7 separate regions of the Mus musculus genome follow, and all the other regions are linked to region 1. A link is a contact called in public Hi-C and promoter capture Hi-C data. All regions are on one chromosome and are shown on one strand. The core of a region is the stretch at or near the end of the contact, and the rest is flanking DNA. Distances in the headings are between cores, read along the strand shown. Region 1 holds the start of Ttf2 (transcription termination factor, RNA polymerase II). Region 2 holds the start of Slc22a15 (solute carrier family 22 (organic anion/cation transporter), member 15). Region 3 overlaps Slc22a15 (solute carrier family 22 (organic anion/cation transporter), member 15). Region 4 holds the start of Mab21l3 (mab-21-like 3). Region 5 overlaps Gdap2 (ganglioside-induced differentiation-associated-protein 2). Region 6 has its middle 12 kb from the start of Gm33309. Region 7 has its middle 26 kb from the start of Gm33309.

What was found. Promoter capture Hi-C pulls out the DNA fragments that hold promoters and counts their contacts. Hi-C and Micro-C count contacts between places; a contact is called where the count stands out from the background. Capture Hi-C pulls out chosen DNA fragments and counts their contacts.
Region 2: a promoter capture Hi-C map of adipose tissue shows a contact between it and region 1, with 2.8 times the contacts expected there. The contact joins the promoter of Slc22a15 here to the promoter of Ttf2 in region 1. A contact is called at or near these places in 3 of 39 promoter capture datasets (the C10 cell line, liver and pre-B cells), 1 of 484 Hi-C or Micro-C datasets (natural killer cells), 1 of 115 datasets of contacts at active chromatin or transcription factors (pancreatic cancer cells) and 1 of 9 other capture datasets (adipose tissue).
Region 3: a contact with region 1 is called in a promoter capture Hi-C map of liver, with 2.4 times the contacts expected there. The contact joins the enhancer-like site here to the promoter of Ttf2 in region 1. A contact is called at or near these places in 5 of 39 promoter capture datasets (the C10 cell line, hippocampal neurons, liver and 1 more), 4 of 115 datasets of contacts at active chromatin or transcription factors (bone marrow-derived macrophages, differentiating embryonic stem cells, double positive thymocytes and 1 more) and 2 of 9 other capture datasets (adipose tissue and liver).
Region 4: a contact with region 1 is called in a promoter capture Hi-C map of hippocampal neurons, with 11 times the contacts expected there. The contact joins the promoter of Mab21l3 here to the promoter of Ttf2 in region 1. A contact is called at or near these places in 19 of 39 promoter capture datasets (the 3T3-L1 cell line, 3T3-L1-derived adipocytes, the HPC-7 cell line and 12 more), 1 of 15 datasets of contacts at CTCF or cohesin (embryonic stem cells), 4 of 484 Hi-C or Micro-C datasets (bone marrow-derived dendritic cells, cerebellum, frontal cortex and 1 more), 10 of 115 datasets of contacts at active chromatin or transcription factors (bone marrow-derived macrophages, embryonic basal ganglia, embryonic forebrain and 6 more) and 2 of 9 other capture datasets (embryonic stem cells and liver).
Region 5: a promoter capture Hi-C map of second pharyngeal arch cranial neural crest shows a contact between it and region 1, with 4 times the contacts expected there. The contact joins the enhancer-like site here to the promoter of Ttf2 in region 1. A contact is called at or near these places in 6 of 39 promoter capture datasets (the C10 cell line, the HPC-7 cell line, HPC-7-derived erythroid cells and 3 more), 1 of 15 datasets of contacts at CTCF or cohesin (large pre-B cells), 4 of 484 Hi-C or Micro-C datasets (B cells, cortical neurons, microglia and 1 more) and 2 of 115 datasets of contacts at active chromatin or transcription factors (embryonic stem cells and large pre-B cells).
Region 6: a Hi-C map of cortical neurons shows a contact between it and region 1. The contact joins the enhancer-like site here to the promoter of Ttf2 in region 1. A contact is called at or near these places in 1 of 39 promoter capture datasets (stem cell-derived epiblast-like cells) and 1 of 484 Hi-C or Micro-C datasets (cortical neurons).
Region 7: a promoter capture Hi-C map of embryonic stem cells shows a contact between it and region 1, with 11 times the contacts expected there. The contact joins the enhancer-like site here to the promoter of Ttf2 in region 1. A contact is called at or near these places in 4 of 39 promoter capture datasets (cranial neural crest, embryonic stem cells, hippocampal neurons and 1 more), 3 of 115 datasets of contacts at active chromatin or transcription factors (large pre-B cells, memory CD8 T cells and pancreatic cancer cells) and 2 of 9 other capture datasets (adipose tissue and embryonic stem cells).

What each region holds. Positions count from the first base shown.
Region 1 is chr3:100,968,318-100,970,980 of GRCm38.p6, forward strand. Ttf2 (transcription termination factor, RNA polymerase II) reads right to left here and starts at 1,346. Exons shown (of 23, transcript NM_001013026.2): 1 at 1,303-1,346; 2 at 1,116-1,218. The coding sequence starts at 1,330.
Region 2 is chr3:101,923,130-101,925,792 of GRCm38.p6, forward strand. It overlaps Slc22a15 (solute carrier family 22 (organic anion/cation transporter), member 15), which reads right to left and starts at 1,324. Exons shown (of 12, transcript NM_001039371.2): 1 at 903-1,324. The coding sequence starts at 989.
Region 3 is chr3:101,878,778-101,881,440 of GRCm38.p6, forward strand. Slc22a15 (solute carrier family 22 (organic anion/cation transporter), member 15) reads right to left here. Exons shown (of 12, transcript NM_001039371.2): 6 at 1,232-1,447. Among named protein-coding and RNA genes, the nearest start is that of Mab21l3, 44 kb to the left of the region's middle. Within about 2 kb of position 1,359, at least 5 of the 459 cell types and tissues checked have an H3K27ac peak or open chromatin away from gene starts, as enhancers often do. A contact at or near this core is called in double positive thymocytes, where this site is marked.
Region 4 is chr3:101,834,861-101,837,523 of GRCm38.p6, forward strand. Mab21l3 (mab-21-like 3) reads right to left here and starts at 1,363. Exons shown (of 7, transcript NM_172295.4): 1 at 1,061-1,363; 2 at 134-404. The coding sequence starts at 382. Gm33381 (a long non-coding RNA gene) reads left to right here. Exons shown (of 3, transcript XR_003954538.1): 3 at 1-559.
Region 5 is chr3:100,193,070-100,195,732 of GRCm38.p6, forward strand. Gdap2 (ganglioside-induced differentiation-associated-protein 2) reads left to right here. Exons shown (of 14, transcript NM_010269.3): 11 at 1,421-1,560. Among named protein-coding and RNA genes, the nearest start is that of Gdap2, 32 kb to the left of the region's middle. Within about 2 kb of position 1,367, at least 16 of the 459 cell types and tissues checked have an H3K27ac peak or open chromatin away from gene starts, as enhancers often do. A contact at or near this core is called in second pharyngeal arch cranial neural crest, where this site is marked.
Region 6 is chr3:101,747,811-101,750,473 of GRCm38.p6, forward strand. No RefSeq gene overlaps it. Among named protein-coding and RNA genes, the nearest start is that of Gm33309, 12 kb to the left of the region's middle. Within about 2 kb of position 1,326, at least 30 of the 459 cell types and tissues checked have an H3K27ac peak or open chromatin away from gene starts, as enhancers often do. A contact at or near this core is called in cortical neurons, where this site is marked.
Region 7 is chr3:101,710,663-101,713,325 of GRCm38.p6, forward strand. No RefSeq gene overlaps it. Among named protein-coding and RNA genes, the nearest start is that of Gm33309, 26 kb to the right of the region's middle. Within about 2 kb of position 1,354, at least 128 of the 459 cell types and tissues checked have an H3K27ac peak or open chromatin away from gene starts, as enhancers often do. A contact at or near this core is called in adipose tissue, embryonic stem cells and memory CD8 T cells, where this site is marked.

The DNA.
Region 1 (2,663 bases), core at 96-2,595:
TTAGAAACATTATCTATATAATATTTCTAGAAATAAATAGTAAATTCTGGTACAAAGTGGAGACACAAATCATACAAGTTATTCCAGTACTACTATTCATTAGTATATTACTAATATTCATTAGTATATTAGTATAGCTATGATACTGAAAAAAAAATAACCATGCTCTACAAAGTCCAGCTGAATAGAGAGCAGGGAGAAATGTTAAATGACACCACAGTGTAATTTCACTTCGAGAATGTCAACACCCGGTATGTTAAGATTGTCACACTTGCCGGGCGGTGGTGGCGCACGACTTTAATCCCAGCACTTGGGAGGCAGAGGCAGGCGGATTTCTGAGTTCGAGGCCAGCCTGGTCTACAGAGTGAGTTCCAGGACAGCCAGGGCTATACAGAGAAACCCTGTCTGGGAAAAAAAAAAAAAAAAAAAAAGATTGTCACACTTGACTTTCCTCACTTTAGACAAGATGCTTGAGGTTTCTAGGTCTCAGCTTTCACATCTGCAGAACCTGCGATCCACATCAACCTCTGATGTTTCTTTCAGCACTAACTCCCTACAGCAGCGGTTCTCAACCTTCCTAATACCCGTTACAACAGTTATGGTGACCCCAATCATAAAATCATTCCCATTGCTACTTTATAACTGTAATTTTTGCCGTTTTGAATCGCAATGTAAAAATATCTGATTTGCAGGATAACTGAAATGCAACCCCTGTGAAAGCGTCCTTAGATCCTGAAGGTCGTGACCCGCAGGTTGAGAAACACTGCCCTAAAGACTCTGGCTCTCTCTGGGTTGTTAACGTCATGCCACTAGATGAAGGAGAAAAGCTTGTGTCTAATTAACATGTTTTAACCTTAAACGTAAAATTTAAATGGCGACCTAAAATTGGTACAAGACTAGCAAATTAATTCCCATGTCCACTGTTTGTTTACACTTTTTAGAGGGAGCAGAAAGGATGCCGGGGCAAAGGGGAGTGGCTAAGTAAGGCCAGACAGGTGCCTAGAAACTTGAAGCAGACTCTAGAAGGATCGGAGTGTGGGTGAGTCCGCGTCCCAAGGCAGCTGAAGTGACCAGGCTGGGTCACTCCGTGTAACCGGGCCGGGCTGGAGACTCACTCGGTGGCCTGCACGAAGCCGCATGTGTTCGTCCGGCACACGTAGAAGCTCTTTCCCTTATTCGGGCCATCGCGGACGCCGGTCTTTAAGAAGCAGGCGTCCCCTGAGGAAACAAGAAGGTCAGCATCGGCCACTCCAAGCCAGTCCCACAGTCCCCGGGAGGGAAATCCCGAGACTGAGGCCTTACCGTGCTCCGGACACTTAACCAGGTCCATACCGCAGCCAGGAAGCCCTGGCCCGCCGGGTTTCCGTCTTTGACTCCGCCCCGTCCCGCCCACCACAACACTCCACCAATCAAGCGGGAGAGTCTCTCACTTTCAACCAATTACAGTCTCCCTCAGGCTTGGCGCGCTCTGAAATCAAACTTGGAGTGAGGAGGCGTGGCTGAGCTCCAGTGAGGACGCCGGCATGCTCCCTGGCTTGGGGAAAGCAGGACTTGGAGAGAAGTGGACGAGGCTGAGCTTGGGAGACTCCAGAGGAACCACTAGACCCAGAGGGAGCCAGAGCCGCTTGCCTGCTCGGGAAGCAGCCACTGTGGGCGGGAACACTTCAACTTGAGGCGGCCAAAAGGCGGGAGCATCCCTTAAAACTTTGGGAATCTACTGCATAGTCTGTAATAAGCACAAAGACTCCCTTAGGACCCCGGGCAACCTTTAAATGAGTGCAGGGCGTCCACGGGGTCACCAAAGATTGAACATCTGCACAGATCTCAGTTCCAGGTTCCGCGCTCTTTGAGTCTTAGGCTGCCTTCCCCTGGTGAGGTTCTAAGGACCGCCTGGTGTGGACGCCCTGGGTCTGAGAGAAGAACCTGAGGGCAATACAAGACCTTGCGTGCTTACTAATTTTACATTGTGTGTTTTGCATTGTCAAACCTTTTGAACTTATTTTGCATTTGTACTTTTAAAAAACCGAGAGTGACGCATGGTGGCGCACGCCTTTAATCCCAGCACTTGGAAGGCAGAGGCAGGCAGATTTCTGAGTTCAATGCCAGTCTGGTCTACAAAGTGAGTTCCAGGACAGCCAGGGCTACACAGAGAAACCCTGTCTCGAAAAACCAAAAAGAAAAAAAAAAAGAAAGAAAAGGAAAGGAAAGAACTTGTAATGGATTCTTTCAGTGAGCAGAAGGTGAGGAATGACTATCGGAGCTTGGCTGCAATAGCCATGACTTCATATTTCAGCAGTTGAAGATCATGTGTCTTGGAGTGGCACACACAACTGCTATGAGGACAGAAAAGCTGCAATGTCTAAGAAGTCTGGGCTATATGGAGGCTGTAAATGTTTTAGGAGTTCAGAGTCCAGACAGTCCCGAGGTATCATTTATGAATTAAGCAGTTCTTACTAAATAGCTTTTTTGGTGTCCCAAGAGGAGTAGGTGTTTGAGAAATATAAAGTTCATTTAATGCATACATTTAAAGCAACTGTTCTAACCACAAGGGGCTTACTGAGTGGAAGAAGCTGAACTAGCCTCTACCTAATGCTTAAATAAATATAAAATAGTATATAAATGTCAAGATGAATGGAGTCAGCAGCAAACCCCGGAGAGCTTGA
Region 2 (2,663 bases), core at 74-2,573, 950 kb after region 1:
CTCTCTTCCTGCTGCAGCATCAACACAACGTTGAAGCAACTTGTGGGCTCTGGTTATAACCGCGGCCAGCCAGTACTTCCCTTGCAATAATACCTTAACTTACTTAGCTCAGCTGTCAGCCTCACAGTGTCAGTGTCACAGACCACTTCATCCCAGGATTGCAAGCCTCCGGGACAGGGAGCTAGCTTCATTTTCTGGCCCTGGTGGTAGGGATCAAACCCAGAGCCTTGCACATCTAGGGCTTTACCACTGACTGACCTGCTTCCTAGGGACAATCTGAGCTGCTCAGGCTGGCTTTGAATTTGCCTAGAAGAAGAGCCATCCTTCTCCTGCCTCAGTTTCCATAGTGCTAGGACTACAAGAATGAACCTCTTAAAGAGCCCAAGGACTCCTAAAATCAAGAGTTTTAGGTTGAGGTGTGCAGCTGGTTTCTGAGAATTCAATACAATGAACCACACTGTGTGGATGGTATCATTTCCCTAGACCAAAGCTGGCCTCGGAGCTTAATAACCCAGTAGAACTTTAACTAGAGAGAAATAAATTCCCGTGGATGGAAAGCCCCTTTAATAGGAAGCCTCCCTCAATCTCAGAGAGGGCTGAAGGAGGCCATACTAGCTAGACCTGATCTTTTGTGGGCAGGTTGTCCATGCTTTCTCTGTCTCACTCTGTAAGGGGTTAGGGTGCCGAATCCTTTTGATCCCGGGTAATGGGTTTCATCTTTCAACTAGCTCTGGTGGCGAAGTGTCAGTGCCAGGCTCTGGGTGACAGCCTGGGAGAGCTCAGTGGCTGGCCCGCCACCGCGCGGCGCCCGCCCGCCCCCTCCCTCCCTGCGCTCTCGCGCCACACCTGGGGCCAGCCTGAGCTGAGAGCGCCCCGGGGGCCGCGGGGAGCCGGGGACTCACCTGCAGCAGCACAGCCAGCAGGAAGCACAAGTACATCTGATAGAGGCCCATCTCGCCCACCGCCTGGAACGCCTCCTCCACCTCCATGGCGGGCTCGCGCCCGAGGACCCGGCCGCCACCGCGACGGAGGACCTGGCTGCGCGGTGGCTGAAGATCGGGCGACGGAGCGACCGAGGACTGAGCCGGGCGGGGACGGAGGGCCGAGCGGCAGGGACCGGGAAGGAGGACCGGGCGGACCGCGGCCGAGGCGGGGACAGAGGACTGGGCCGAGCCGGGGGTGGAGAACCGGGCGGGGCTGGGGCCCAGGCGCAGGCGGGACCCTGCAGACGACCGGGTCCGGGGTCGCGGCGGAGATGCGATGCTGGTCGCCCCGGCGCGGCCTCCCCGCTTCCTGTCAGAAGTGACAGGAATTTTTGGCGAGCGGTTGGCTGGCGCGCGGAAGGGAAAGAGGAAGTGGGTGCGGCGCGGGCGGCCAGGGCGACTCACGGGAGGGGCCGGCAGCTCCACGCCGTGTCCCGCGGGGTTCGCCCCTTCGCACAAAGCGGTGGAATGCGGGGGCGCTCAGAGCTCTAGAGCCTTCCGAGAAGAGGGCCGGGAGGCATCTGTCCCCTTCCTCCTTTGTCTTGCTTTAGGTACACAGGGTCAGATGTAAGCTCCGCGCCTCGAGACATCCACTTAGTAGTGCCCACTAGGCCCACGGACAAGGGACAAGGGACAAGGGCAGGGGGTCATGGTTGCCAAGGTCTGTCAATGGAGTTTGGCACAGGGCTGAAGAAGTGTGGGGACAGATTACTAGTGGCCCCACACCTAATCCTGTTTTGTTTTTAAACTATTGCAAGTATCTAAACCAGCATATCTCAACATGTGGGTCAGGACCAAAGACCCTTTCACAAGGGTCAGATATCAGATATTTACATTACAATTCATAACAGTAGCAAGATTACAGTTATGCAATAACAAAAAATTATTTTTATGGTTAGGGGGTCACCACAACACGAGGAACTGTGTTAGAGAGTCACTGCATTAGGAAGGTTGAGAACTACTAATCTAAACTATCGCTAAGTTTACCTTTGCTTTCTGTTGGTGTGATAATAGCATGACAGAAGAAACTTGGGGGCGGGGGGGGGGGTGGAGTTTATTTGGCTCACAGTTTCTCTCAGAGCCCATCATTGCTGGGAAGTCGAGGCACCAGGAACTTAAGCAGCTAGTAACATGGCATCCACAGACAAGAACAGAGGGCAGTGATGTGATGGATGCGCTCACCAGTGATCAGCTAGTTCCCTCACTCATTCGTTCAGACTAGGGCCCAACCTATGAAATGGCCTCACACATATGGGGGGGGGGGGCTTTCTAACAACCCAGTTTTTAAACAAATTCCCTCAGAAGCATGTCCAGGGCCAACCTACTCTAGACTGCTCCTCACTGAGTGAATGGGAACTTCCTTCCCAGCCGAGGCTAGGTTTTGATCGTTAAAACGAACCATCCCCTGAATATAATACAGAGTATAATGGATGACCAGGAGGTCCCCTTGTCTTGCAAGCATTCTTGTTGTGCTTCCACAATTTCCCATTAATTATGTCTGCTGTTTATAACTGCCCTTTAGTGGTCATCTACCTAATTATTGTAATAAAATGATACAATGTTGACTATGGCAGGGTTGGAAGCAGCCAGTGTGGTGGCCACAAAAGATGAATTGGAAGTGCTTAAGCCAGTGGTGGTGGCAGCAGCCATAGAGGCAGCACAGACCTTTGATTCCAGCCC
Region 3 (2,663 bases), core at 109-2,608, 910 kb after region 1:
ATCAGACGAAGTACTCAAAGGAACATCGGCGATTAGCAAGCTGCTCTATCAAAATCACAACACAGAACAGCTGGTCCTAACAACCCTGAGCCTGGCCTTTACTGATGTATGAACATAGCTAGTAAGCCACGAGTTCCTACCCAAGCAACAGATTACCTGGGCTTTCCAGCTCCACTGGTCGATCCTCTGTTGCAGTTCACAGTGGCCAGTGCCTTGCTAAACAGGTTGCTCATTTACTTCTATTTTGTTTTCCCTAGAAAAGCCTGGTATGTTGTGGCTGCACTGGAGTCACATGGCAAAGGGGATACTTTACTCCTCTCTCTACCAAAAATCATAGAAGTGGGCCAAGTGTCCTAGCCTATGAAGGAACAGTCCATGGCAGACTATAACATAGCTCAAAGACAAAGTAGTAGGACATTTGGCCTGATATGTATAATGCCCTTCACTTCCTTATATCACACACACACACACACACACATACACGCATACAGACATACATGCACATATACACACACATAGGCATGCATGCTCGCTTGCATGCATGCTCACGTACACATAAGCTTTTAAGGTAGAAGCTTCCTCCAAAGCAGCTGATGGAGTGTGCGACAAACAAACTCACAGCTGGGTAGATCTCTGAGTTCCTGTGCTCTAGGTGTTTGCTGCTAAGCAGTAAGAACCTCCAGTCAGCAGTATCGGTACTGTACTGCAGGTTTGGTTTTCAAGGGTTCTCTTTAACCTTCATACCTCTAGTCCTGGGTCTTTGACATTCACCATCCACTTATTCCCTGGGACAGGAGCCACGTAATTGTCTCTCTGAAACTTCACTCTTCAAAAGGAGCCACCTAGAATTCTGGATGCCACTTATACTAACCCAGAAGCATTCTGAGAGGTAGGCTGGAATGCTCTAAGTGAGAATCAGGCTCAGAGTGTTCACCCTTCATCATCTTCATCTACCGACTTGATGGCTGGTTTTGCTCAGCCCTGGAAACCTATCAGTGCCAGAGATAATAACATTTCCAAGAGAGCAGAGGGGTTCACACAGCAAGCACCGAGGTGAAAAGCCGTGGTGTTTTGGTTTGGTTTGGTTTGGTTTGGTTTTTATAAAGCAACCTCTTACTGACACTGGAGTAAGCCGTCTACAGCCCTGTGGCTGCAGGTAACCCTGATAAACAGGTAATCAAGAGACCTTTAGCATTCAAATAGAAGATTCCATGACATCTCTCAGAATTACCAGATGAACATCAGGATCAGGGTATGTCCTAGGAGGATCCGGTAACGGAAAAGATCCAGGAAGCTTCCAGTTGCCCTGTAGCTCCTGTTGGCCGGGTGTGTTAGTGAGAATGTACACTTGAGCTTGCGGTTCCTCTTGGCAATGAAGTACAGAGCCTCTTCCGCCTCACTCAGCCGACCCTGGGAGTATAACCAACGAGGTGATTCAGGAATGAATCTGAAAGACACGTCATTAAAGGCTGGATATTCATACAGGTGCGCGTGCAGAGGAAGGAGACAAACATCCCCTTGGTAGGTGGCTTCCCTCACCATGGGTCACTTCCTTCGCAAGGATAACATGACTTCCCCAGTGACACAGGAGAGAGAACAAGGGGGCTCATTTTTATCCGTAGGAACTGAGCTTTTCAAATACTGGTTTCAATAAAGGTAAATAGCTTCCATTTCCTTTTAAATAAGTTTCAGTAAGTGGATGGCAAATCTCCAACACTGGAGGATGCATGGTCCTCACAAAGCCTAGGCCAGGCTCAACTCTGAATCCCCACTAGATGTTGTTGATGGACAATACGGCAGTGGGTATAGCCTAGCTTTGTATTTTTCTGATCTCACTGTGTAGAACAGGCTGGCCTCAAACTTGCTACAAAGCCCAGAAAACCTCTGAACTCAAGACCTTCCAGAGTGCTGCGATTATAGGCTCGTTCCGCTATGCCTAAACAACTAGGTTCTTAAGCTCTGGAAGTCTAACACTGAGATAGAAATGTTTATCAAGGAAACGTTTCAAAGGCGCTTGTAACATAATGGCATGTTACTCAGGAGGACACAGTATTGTAAGATTACACAGAAGCACGAAACAGTGTGACAGATCTCTTCACCTGTGACTGCTCATTGCTTCAAATACTCAAACCATCCAACATACCAGCTTTAGAGGGTTGGGAGGAGCTTTCCTGTTTTACAAGAACTTCAAAGAGCAAGAGTTGCTGGCAGTTAACTTCTAGTTACAGAACAACGGGCATTTCCTAATACAGCCACAAGGTGTCGAGCCACTCTGCGCTAGGCCACTAGGGTCCGTACAGTTTTAAAACTTAGGCACTGCATGGACTTTGCTTCATCATTCTGTTTTAGGAGGGCTTCCCAAAGGTGTGGCAGAATGGAAGCCTTTAAAAAAATTATAGTGTGTGTGTGCGTGTGTGTGTGTGTGTGTGTGTGTGTGGGGGGGGTTATATGTTGTGTTCTTAGAGGCCAGAGGAGGATGTCAGGTCCTCTAATCTATCTGCTCTTTGCCTTATTCCTTTGAGGCATGGTCTCTCACTGAACCTGGAACTAGTCTGGTGGCCAGCAATTTTCCCTGGGTCACGGGTGCATGTGGCCACATCCAGTTGTTTACATGGGTACTAGAATTCGACCTCAAGTCTTCAAGCTTGCAAAGCAAGCACCCT
Region 4 (2,663 bases), core at 113-2,612, 870 kb after region 1:
TGCTGAGGGTAGCCACCCTGAGTTCCTGAGAACGAGGCATCTATGGCCTCCAGAAGCAGGGGATTCCTTCTGATCAATGGCCATGGGATGGAGAGTTAGAGGGTGTGCCCAGGAGAGGCCAGCCCTGGCTCACCTTGCTCAGCAGGCAATGGTCTAAGTCTCCCTCTGGAAGAGACTTCATGGCTTCTTGGTCAACCCCCAGTATAGCAGCAACCTTCTGCTTTCTTTCCCGATGGAGGACAAATCTGGTGGGTAGCTTTCCCAGCAACGTTACTCTCTGGATAAAACTTCTCTGGAATTGTGAACGTGGACCAGAGACTTGACTTCTTCTTGCCTGCTCACTGCAGTTTTCCTTTCCAGCATGGAAGAATTCATCTGCCATCTTTCAGGGAACTGTAGAAAGACTAAAAAGGAGACGTGATGAAAACGAGTTGGAACTTATCCTGTTTTTTTTTTTTTTTTCTTTATCCTGTTGTCCTGGCACCAGGTGCACCTTGGTGCCCAGTACCTTACATCTCCCCGTCCTTACCTTGTTGACAGTAAATATCCCTTGGCCCTCCACTCCTGAAAATTCTGCAATTGATTTACTTCCTTACCATAAACAAATAAGAAATTGCAAACAAGCCGCCTGGTTTTTCATCATGCCCGGCACAAGGCTTGCCAATCAGATGAGGGCCAGGAGTGACATTTAGAAAAGCCTGAGCTCACAGGGACACTTGTGTATAGAGAGGCAAGCTTACATGCTCGCATAGTCACACACAGACACAGGCACACACACACACACCACATGCATTCACAGAGACACTTGTGTATATAGAGGTAAGCTCACACGCTCACACACTAATACAGACACATACATGAACTCACAGAGACACTTGTGTATACAGAGGCAAGCTTGCCCCCCCCCCTCTCTCTCTCTCTCACACACACACACACACACACACACACACACAGAGAGAGAGAGAGAGAGAGAGAGAGAGAGAGAGAGAGAGAGAGATACAAACAGGTAGATACACGCAGAGAAAAGTAGGGCAGAGAGTCCTGCCTCTCACCTGCTGACCTTAGAATGTGATTTCCCACTTGGACGTTGGCATTCAAAATATACTCAGTATAAACAGGCCCCTTAAGAGTCTAGGACACATCTAGTTTTACCAGTAAAACTCATCCTAGAAAACCGACAATAAGTTCCCAGTCTGACTGGTTGGGCCTAGTTTTACTCCAGGAGGGAAAATATCCCAGCAGCCTTATCTCCCTAAAGCTCGTGAGTATCACCGTCTTTGATCCGAAAGACTGACAGACAACAGAGCTGGCAGTCCAGTTCATGTCTGAGCAAGGCTTTCAAACAGGCAGCTCTCCAAGCCAGCCTCCTCAATGCTCAACCGCAGCCAATCCAGCCCTTCCACTCTCTCCCGCGGCCCCAAATTTGCATATCCTCCCAGACAGCTCCAAGGAGAGCCACATCAGACCCCACCCACCTCCCTCCTCCAGGCGCTGGGGCGGCCTTCTCCAGGCTTCATCTGCCAATCCCAGGTCTTATACCAGTCCTGAAAAACTGAGGATCCACAAAGGTCCCCAGAATCCCCCTCCACGCTGACTGCCTTGACTTTCCACCTGCTTTTCCGTGTCCTGGAAATCCCCTTCTCTTTACGGCACATGCTCTGAAATGGTAAGGGAATCTCTGTCCCTTGACTGCTGTTACTATAGTCATCATTCCGAATCTACCACATCAGCTTTTCACTAGTGAAACAAGAAGCTCTACCCCCTAATCTGCCTTTGGGAATTCTCTTTCCATGTTGCTTTCAACTCTGCTGAAGTCTCCCCACCCCCACACTCACTCCCTTCCCCACACACATACTTTTATTTTCACCCTAACTTCTGCTTTTGCTGGAATCACTACTGCATAGTCCCTGTCCTACGGCAGGGTCTTTCCCAATAACAATAAAGTTGCCCCGGGTTTCTGGAATTAAATGCCCACACCTTCACTATTCTTGCTCTAACACCGTCCCGTCTCAGTCACTCAGTACTACAGATTCAAGTGTTGTATCTGGAAACTTCTCTTGCTCCAAGATGGAAAGATACTTGCCAGGTATGGAGAGGGAATTCTGAATAATTGAACTATAGGAGGAACCCAGAGAAGGAAAGGCACTGTGAACTCAGGGCAGCTGCCTGTAGATGTATTCCCAGGAGAGCCACATCTGAAGATTGGTGTGTTGTGTGAACACAGCTTAGAGTAGCATGGCCTGGTTCCTAGTGCACTGGTAAGGTTCCACAGCACAGGGCTATGGCACAGATGAAGGCTCTGGCAGCTCCTATCAGACAGGCTGAGGAAAACAGGCTTTACCGGCAGACACAGATCTCTAGTTAATGGGACAACAGGTCAGCGAATGTCTGTTGGGTAAGGGTGTGCCTGAAGCACTGTGCCAGGCCACCAAGAGGGACCTAGTTAACTCAGGCTTTCCTCCGTCCTCAGGAAATAGAAATCCTCATTTTTTTTATAACATGCCAGTTTGAAAAATGGAAACCAGCTTTAGCCCAATTCAATCTGTAAGGACCAGGCAGGTGAGATGGCTCAGCAGAGATAAGCATCTGCCACCGAGCCGGAGGACCTGGGTTCGATTTCTCCCCACCTCCCAGGACCCATATGGTAGAAGGAAAGAGTGAAC
Region 5 (2,663 bases), core at 117-2,616, 780 kb before region 1:
ATAGAGGACTCTTGATGCCACTTTGTGTGCTCCTATATACATGGTGTACTCATATGTGCACAGATATGCACATACACACACACACATGATTAAAAATACAATTAATCTTTTTCTTAAGAAGGGGGTTTTCCTGTTTTGAGGAGAATTTGTCTTCCACGGGTTTTTCTTATTGACCAGCCCTATAAATAACAATAGAATAACTTAAAGATAGAGAATTTGAAGCCAAAAGGAGTGTCCTAGTTTGCTTAAGTGTAATAGTAAAAAAATGGATAAAAAGAACAAAGAGCTAGTCTGATAAGAGGAACAGTGGGAATATTAGGGATAAACTTATTCACAAAGAGGAAAGACTCATCTGGTAAGAATTATAACTGTATGATTCTGCATGTAGCTCTCTGTGTTCTTGATAGTCTGTGTGACGTGCACTCTTACCATCAGCAGTATGACTTACACCAATAAGAACACATAACCCTGCATTTGATTTTGCTGAGTAGCATTCCAGATAAAATGATATGTCGTTTTGTATTTTAAAAAATGAGACTTATTGTGAGGTTTAAGCATTAACAAAGCGACTGTTCTTAATGTCCTCTGCCTACTGTGCCTGCAGTTTGTCTCTAATCCATGTTAATGCCAAGGACTGTGCTGAGGAGGAATTGGAAAACAGCCTGGTTGATGAATCCCTTCAGTTGGTGTAACTTAGCTCCCCCTTTGCAGTTGTTTACAGCCGAAACCCTGGGTCACATCAGCCCAGTGCTTGGGTTATATTTCTCATTTCGTTTTTAGTGTCTCTCTTAGATTTCTTAAAATAGAATACATCCCTAACCAAACAGGGTCATATTAGATCATCCTCGAGTTCTAGAAGCATTACCCACTGTGTTACCAGCCGCCCACAAAGGCTGCCACTTTGCTCATTCAGATAAGCATTAAAAGTGCTAAGAAAATGAGCTTCTGTGAGAGCATGGAAGGAGTGGCTGCACACATCGTGTGCTCTGTGGCTTGCCCTGAGTCTGTCTGATCAACAACGTAGAGATCTTGATGGAATGCAAACAGAAACTTCAAGAATTAGAGATTTTATTAAAATGAAAAGAAGTACTAAACCTTAATTCTAAATGTTTTGACATCATTGTCCTAGATGGGAGAAACCTGGTAGTTGATCCAAGAGCTCTTCCTGGTATCTGAAGATTTATTTCAGAGGCCAAAGGTTAATTTTCCTCTTTCTTAGAGCATCACAGAAAAGGACTGTGCCACAGCCTTTGAGAGTCACTAAATGCTGGGATTCACTTTCTGAGAGAACTTGTTCTCACCGACCTGCTCTTTCCGACACAACTCCAGGAAGTTGTAGATTAATCTTAGGGGAGGGGCTTCCTGTCTTGACCTCTGTGGCGTGAACTCCTGTGAAAAGGTTCTTTGTTCTTTCTCTCAGGCCCTCTTGTATTTTATCCATGTAATGGATCACATTGCTGTGAAGGAGTATGTGCTGGTGTATTTCCACACACTGACCAGCGACTACAATCACCTGGACTCCGACTTCCTGAAGAAACTCTACGATGTGGTTGACATCAAGTTAGTTCATTTTGGAAATTGTTTAGATAGTTTTTACCTCTATATTTTTAATACTAAGCAGTAGCAGACATTTGTAAATATTTTTGAAAGGATATTTTATGTGACAAAGATTTTTATCATAGGCATTAGAGACTTTAATTATTAGAAGCCCTGGGTTTTGTAGTAAACTAAACTCATTTGTAATCTTCTCACTTTGACCATTTTGAAAGAGGTTTGGTGTCATACCCAGTCTTTGTGTATAAATAATGGAAGTACAGCCTTGGTTGCTATGGTGTGTTAATGTAGTACATATCTGAGTATACTTATAGACATTATTTAACTTGATCCGGTAGCCAGTGAGTCTGTTGGGAGAGATACTAGTAGCAGGTTCAAGGAAACTTACCCCTGTGATTATACATAGAAATAGAAACTGGACATAAACTCACAGGCAAAGGTTTTCATTGGAACAAGAAGAGGAGAGAAGCAAGAGGGAACTCAGGCTGTCCACTGACAGAAAAGAGCAGGCATTTATGCATTTATGGGGCTGGGGGGAATTTGAGGCTGATGAGTCTTGAAGACTGAATCTTTTTACTATTTCTTTCTGTGGTTTAAGTGGACTTTCCCACGTAAGATCGGATCATCTGTCTTTGTCTCTGGAACCATCCTGACTTTAGCCTGTACCTAGAGAAGCTTTCCCTGTGGCAGGGGATGAGGGGCAGACGCAGTCCATACATTGGTAACAAGGTTGACAAGGGAGGAGAGGCACTGCGTATGATAGGCTTTATGGCACTGGAGCCTGTCGTCAGTCCCATTCACTGTCCCTGTGTCTTTTAATGTTTCTATACCAGAAGGTAGAAGAAAAAAGCAGTAGTGGTTATTTATTGCCCAAGGTATCACAATTTTATATACAGAATTTAGATTTAATAGACTACTGACTTGCTGCTAGAAATTTTTCATTAAATTATGTTTCCCTTGCTATAAGGATTTTCTGGGTGATACATTTCCTAAATAAAAAGATTATTCTATCCTCTTGGTTGCTATTTTATTTGTAGCATCACATTATCTTTATTGGTTGGGTTGAAAAACCATTATACAGTTAGGGAACAAAGAAGGTAAATTACCAT
Region 6 (2,663 bases), core at 76-2,575, 780 kb after region 1:
GTGGTGGCTGTGTCGTTTCACCATTGGTTAGGGTATCATCCCACAGTCTTGATTTAATTGGCTTGTCAGAAGACTGATGCACAGAAGTGAGGAGAGGAGAAAGGAGTCACTGATTTCGTGGTGGCATTATCTGGTTGGTTTGACAACACCCAAGTGGTGTGCTCATCGCAGTGTCTTCTCTCGTCTACAGGTCATGCCATGAAGTAGGGAGACCCTGAGGGAGAAGCAAGATGAACCAGGCTGACACATGTCTTTGTGGAAGTCAGAGTCCACTGGGGACAAAGAGCCCACCCTGGAGAGAATGCAACTGATTCACAAAGCTGTGTGCTTGGCTTCCTCATGCACATCACAGGTTATCCATTTAGGATCTGGGTGGGTGGCTCAGGATGCAGTGATGGAGAAATGTTTGTCACATGTAAAGGCCTGGATCACCTGGTGGGCAAATAGAGAGCAAAAAGCACAGGGTTTGGTCAACATTGCCAACAGGCCAAGGATAACCACAGACAAGCCTCTAATCCCCTTTGTTCCTTGATCTAACCGAGAGAGTGCCAAGGTCTCCACCCTTGCTCTCCTTCCTGCCCCACCCACCTACTGTGCCGCAGCCTTTTTCTAACAGCAGTGGGTAGCAACGCCCTTCAAAAACTCAGGGGACATTCTTCCTTTGTCAGAGTGTCACGCTCATACCAGCTTAGGTTGTCCCCATTTAAGACTTTATTCTTCTAGTTGTGAGTCACTGCTGCCATCCTGTCTGTCTTATTCCTGCTGGGAAAGAAGAGTAGGGGAGCGGTGGAACACCGAGGCTGAGAGGAATGCCAGAGGCTGAGGTGGTTCCTTGTGGAGCTAGGGAACATGGGGCAAGGCAGTTACAAGACAGCTCTACTGCCATGGGCAGAGGAAGGAATCACTCCTATAGAGTGGAAGGGACCAGATTGCTGATCCTCGTATTCTGGCGAGGTTACCCATCTCTGTGAGCCTCAGCTTCCTCACTGGTATAAAAAGTCCCCGGTTCTTTGAAAGAATAAGAGAAATGACTCCATTGCAAGCTAGGCAGTGCCTGGCACATTGGGGTAACCCCCACCCCACACCTCTTCCTTCTCTCCTTCCACCTTTGTATATGTTACTTTTCTTGATACTAAGACCAATCATCACCCAAAAAAAGCACTGTAAGGGGAGAAGGGCTTATTGGGGTTCACAGTTTGAAGGGTCACAGCCCATCATGGTGAGGAAGGCATGCAGAAGAAGGCAGTTGCTCACACAGCATCTGCAGGCAAGACACAGAGAGAGGTGGGGTGCTGCTACTCAGTTCCCTTTCCCTTTTTAGGGACCCCACCCCCACAGGATGGTGCCATCCTCTCTGTTACCTCTTTCTGGGAGCATGTTCATAGACTTGGAGATGTGTTTCCATGGTGATTCTAAATCCTGTCAAGTTGACAATGAAGATTAACCATCCTGCTTCTCCTAAAAGGAGAATGAGTGTCTCTAAACAAGCAAGTATCCTCAAACAGGCTGGGCAAAGTGCCACCATGCCACCACCATGTCACCACCATGCACACAAACACCATGCACCCAGAGGGGAACAGGGACAAGTGGGAGAGAACTTGGGCGACCCCTGTATGAAGGGTGGGGAAGGGGAGGGAACATACTCATCTATTCCACTCAACACTGTGCTTACAATGATTTATTCCACATCTCAGACTCAAGACAAGAATTTAAATCCCACTTAAAGGCAACTTTTCTCATGATTCAGCTCCATAATCATCATCAATATTTATCGGCTCAGGCCTGCTTCCAGACATCATAGATCTCCGTCAGTCTGGAAAGCCGAAGGATTAGAGGGGCCACTGAGAGAGAGGGGGGGGGAGGGAGGGAGGGAGGGAGAGGGAGAGAGAGAGAGAGAGAGAGAGAGAGAGAGAGAGAGAGAGAGAGAGAGAGAGAGAGAGAGAGAGACTCCAGGCTCCCAAGGGACAGCTACAGCAAAGGGAGCAGCAAGCCCTGTGCACTAGGTCTAGCAAGGGCCCGGCGACATTCAGAACATGAGGACATTTAGATTCAATGAAGGGAGATGATGTTTTGTTCTCAGTGAGAATGAGATACGCAAGAGGGAGTTGAGTGTGACCATAAAATGAATGCAGGAAAAGTTTCAGGCAAGTTCATGGTTGCCTGAGCTCTGGGAGAGGCACTATGACCCTCTGAGATTGCCTCGAGGAGGGTCACCTGACATGTTGCAGAAATCAAAAGAAGGAGAACCCTGTATCCTCAGGCCTTGGGTTCTGGCCCCATGACTGGCTAGTCATGTGACAATGGTTTGCCCTTGGTTCCTGCTCACGTTTGTGATTTTCCAGTGCTGTTAATCTGAGCTGGAGGAGGCATTCCCAGAGAAAAGGGCTTTTCAGCAGGAAAATGGGCTCTCAGGCAGCTGGGCTTTACTTGCCCCAAACCCCAAATATCTATACCTCCTCCAGCAGCAAATGCACAGGGAACATTTTCAATGAAGAGTTAATTGTGGTTTCCACCCTGAACAGCTTTGTGCATTTGTAATGGGACTTGGAAAAAGAAGCAGTAACAGTGTTAGAAATTCAATGGCTGAGCCCTGTGTGTGTGTGTGTGTGTGTGTGTGTGTGTGTGTGTATAGATTTTTTTCTAATGTTTTCGCCATATTGTGG
Region 7 (2,663 bases), core at 104-2,603, 740 kb after region 1:
ACTATACCTCTCAGGGATGCATACATATATCAAGGTATATCTACTATACCAGAAGTTGTAGAGTAAATGGCTGAGAACTTGAATATTGGCCTCTGAGACCTGTTTGTATGGTTCTGTTCTCAGATTCATATATAGCAATGTGGGCTCATGGAAGTTCCTTCATATAAGCTTAAGTATTAATGTCTAAAGAGGGGAGATAGTGATGCTATTGCAAAGCACTATTCGTGCTTGCATACTACACCCCAACCAGACAGCTGCTAGTCTGCTCATGTTGTAAGTCAAGGCAAGAGGACATGAAGTATTTGGGAATATGGCTGGTCAGTTAGATGCAACCTAAGAAAGGTGAGCTTTGGCTAAATGACAGTCCATACATCCCTTTGTGGCCTAGGGACTGTGCTGGCTTATGGAAGTAAAGAAAGAGTCATAATTCAGAGTCATCACTCTTTCATGATTAAATGGGATAAAATTAGACTTTCTCACTGCCCCTGGCTTCCTCCACATTACGCAGATTGCACTGTGGTGGCTCTATCTCCCAGCATGCATTGGGGTTACCTCTGCCCCCTGGCCCAGGAAGATCAGGAGAGAAGTGGGAGGTGGGAGGCAGCAGCAGGACTACAGGGTGAAAATACAGGGCTTCATTCCTGGATAGTTTGGGGTGGGGGTAGGAGGGGTGAGGGACGAACAGGGATTCAAGCAAAAGAGGAAAAGGTGCCCCATCTATTTCAAGATGGTCTGAAACTGTTTCAAGATGGTCTGAAGCTGAGCCGTGTTTTTCAGGTCTAGCTTCTGTTTCAGACTCACAAATTCTACAGCACCTTGGTACTGGAAAGAATTAATGGGCCAGTTGACCCAGACACACCATTTCCAGCTCAGTGAAGGTAAATCTCTTGCCTAGTGTCTCAGAATCAGCTAGTCACAGCCCAGATCCAAACCTTGATTTCCTCCCTCCGTGGAGCTGCCTGGACGCCTCAAAAGGGCCTCTGAATTACTCTTTGCCCAGATCCCTGCAGTAAGCCTTTATGGCTGGCCTCACGGTTTTTTGGATCCAAGCCAGTGTTGGGGAGGGGTGTCGGGGACGAGAAGAAAACACCTGGGGAGTGACAGGATGGTCCTCCAGTTAATTTATCCACATCTGCGGGGACCAATTGGAATCAAAGCCTTATCATGGAGGAGCGTGACCCCCGACCTGTCTAAAGCAGCCCTGAATACTAACCAGGGTGCTTAGATGGAGCTAAAAATAACTGGCTAATCACCAGCAGGAAGAACTAACAAGGCCTCAGAAGAAAGGGAAATGTCTCAATCCTCCTCTCTCCTGCAGCTGGCCTCCAGCTGGGTGGGGATGCAGGCTCCTCCTGGCTGGTAATTAGGCCGCAGAGGCTCTGGGGCCTGAAGGAACAGGGCGGCCCAGGCCCTGCCTTCAGGGGGATCAGTGGCAGGGTCATTTGGGGTGAGGTGAGTTGGAAAATGGTGAACCCAGAGGAAATGAGCGGCCCAGGAAGAGGTCTGAGGAACCGAGCAGCCAATCCTCTTCGTGGTTAACAGCCTTTCTCTGAGAAGGTAAAATCCTTCGTTTAAAGGAAAGGGTTTTTATTCTACTCTGATCGGCCGCCCCGCCCCTTTGAAAGTCTTCCTTTCTCCTAACGTAGCGGTCCCCTCCAGAAAGCATGACTGGGGTCCACACCTGGGTACCTGCTTGGAAATGACTTCTCCTGAACAATCGTCTTTGGAGAAGACCAGAGTGTAACTCTAGGGAGCAGTGTAGGGCAGAAGGTGTAATTGACACTTAGGAAGAGTGACTAGAGAAGCCGTGGGGGCAGGGAGGGGTGCTGTGTATCAGATATCATGAATATCAGATATTTACGTTGCGATTTGTAACAGTAGCAAAATTACAGTTATAAAAAAAAAATCAATGAAAATGATTTTATGGTTGGGGGTCACTGCAACACGAGCAACTGTAAGGTTGCAGCAGTAGGAAGGTTTAGAGCCCCTGGACTAGAGCTGAGAGTTCTTCTATCTGAAAGAGTAGAGCCAAAGGGTTGTGATTCCAAGCTGAAGGAGGCAGTTGATGAGGCGTGGCAATCGTTTTCCTGAGACAGAAATCTACATGCTTACTTCTTCCAAAAGCTAAGATCATCTTCAACAGACAACTATAACCCAATTCACAAAGGAAGTGCTTGGAGTCCATCCCTAAGCATCCACATGTACATGTGCCTGCGTGCGTGTGTGCGTGCGTGCGTCCGTGCCTGCGTGCGTGGGTGGGCTGGGCAGCAGGCAAGGGGTTTCTCCCTCTGGGCTGTGCGCTTGGGTAGGGTCAAGCAGATGGGGAGGCAAAAGAAAAGAGCCAAGCGAAGGGAGAATTCAGAGACAGCGGAGCCTAGAGTCGCATGGCCACTCTTCTAGCTGTGGGTATATTGGAGTTTATCTTTCCCCTACAACACCCCAATCTGACTTAGGCCACTAGGACCGGAGTGTTCAGCAACCACGTCCACTTCCGGTTCTTTCCTTTGCTGAGAGAGTGTCCCTATCCTGTGTTCTCAGCTCTGTACTCAGGCCTGGGGCTCTCCAGTCTGCATCCCCACATGGCCACGGCCCTGGGACAAGGAGCGGCTGGGGAGCCCCCCTGGGGGCTGAGTTCTGGAAGCCTCTGAGCCCAGGTTTGCATT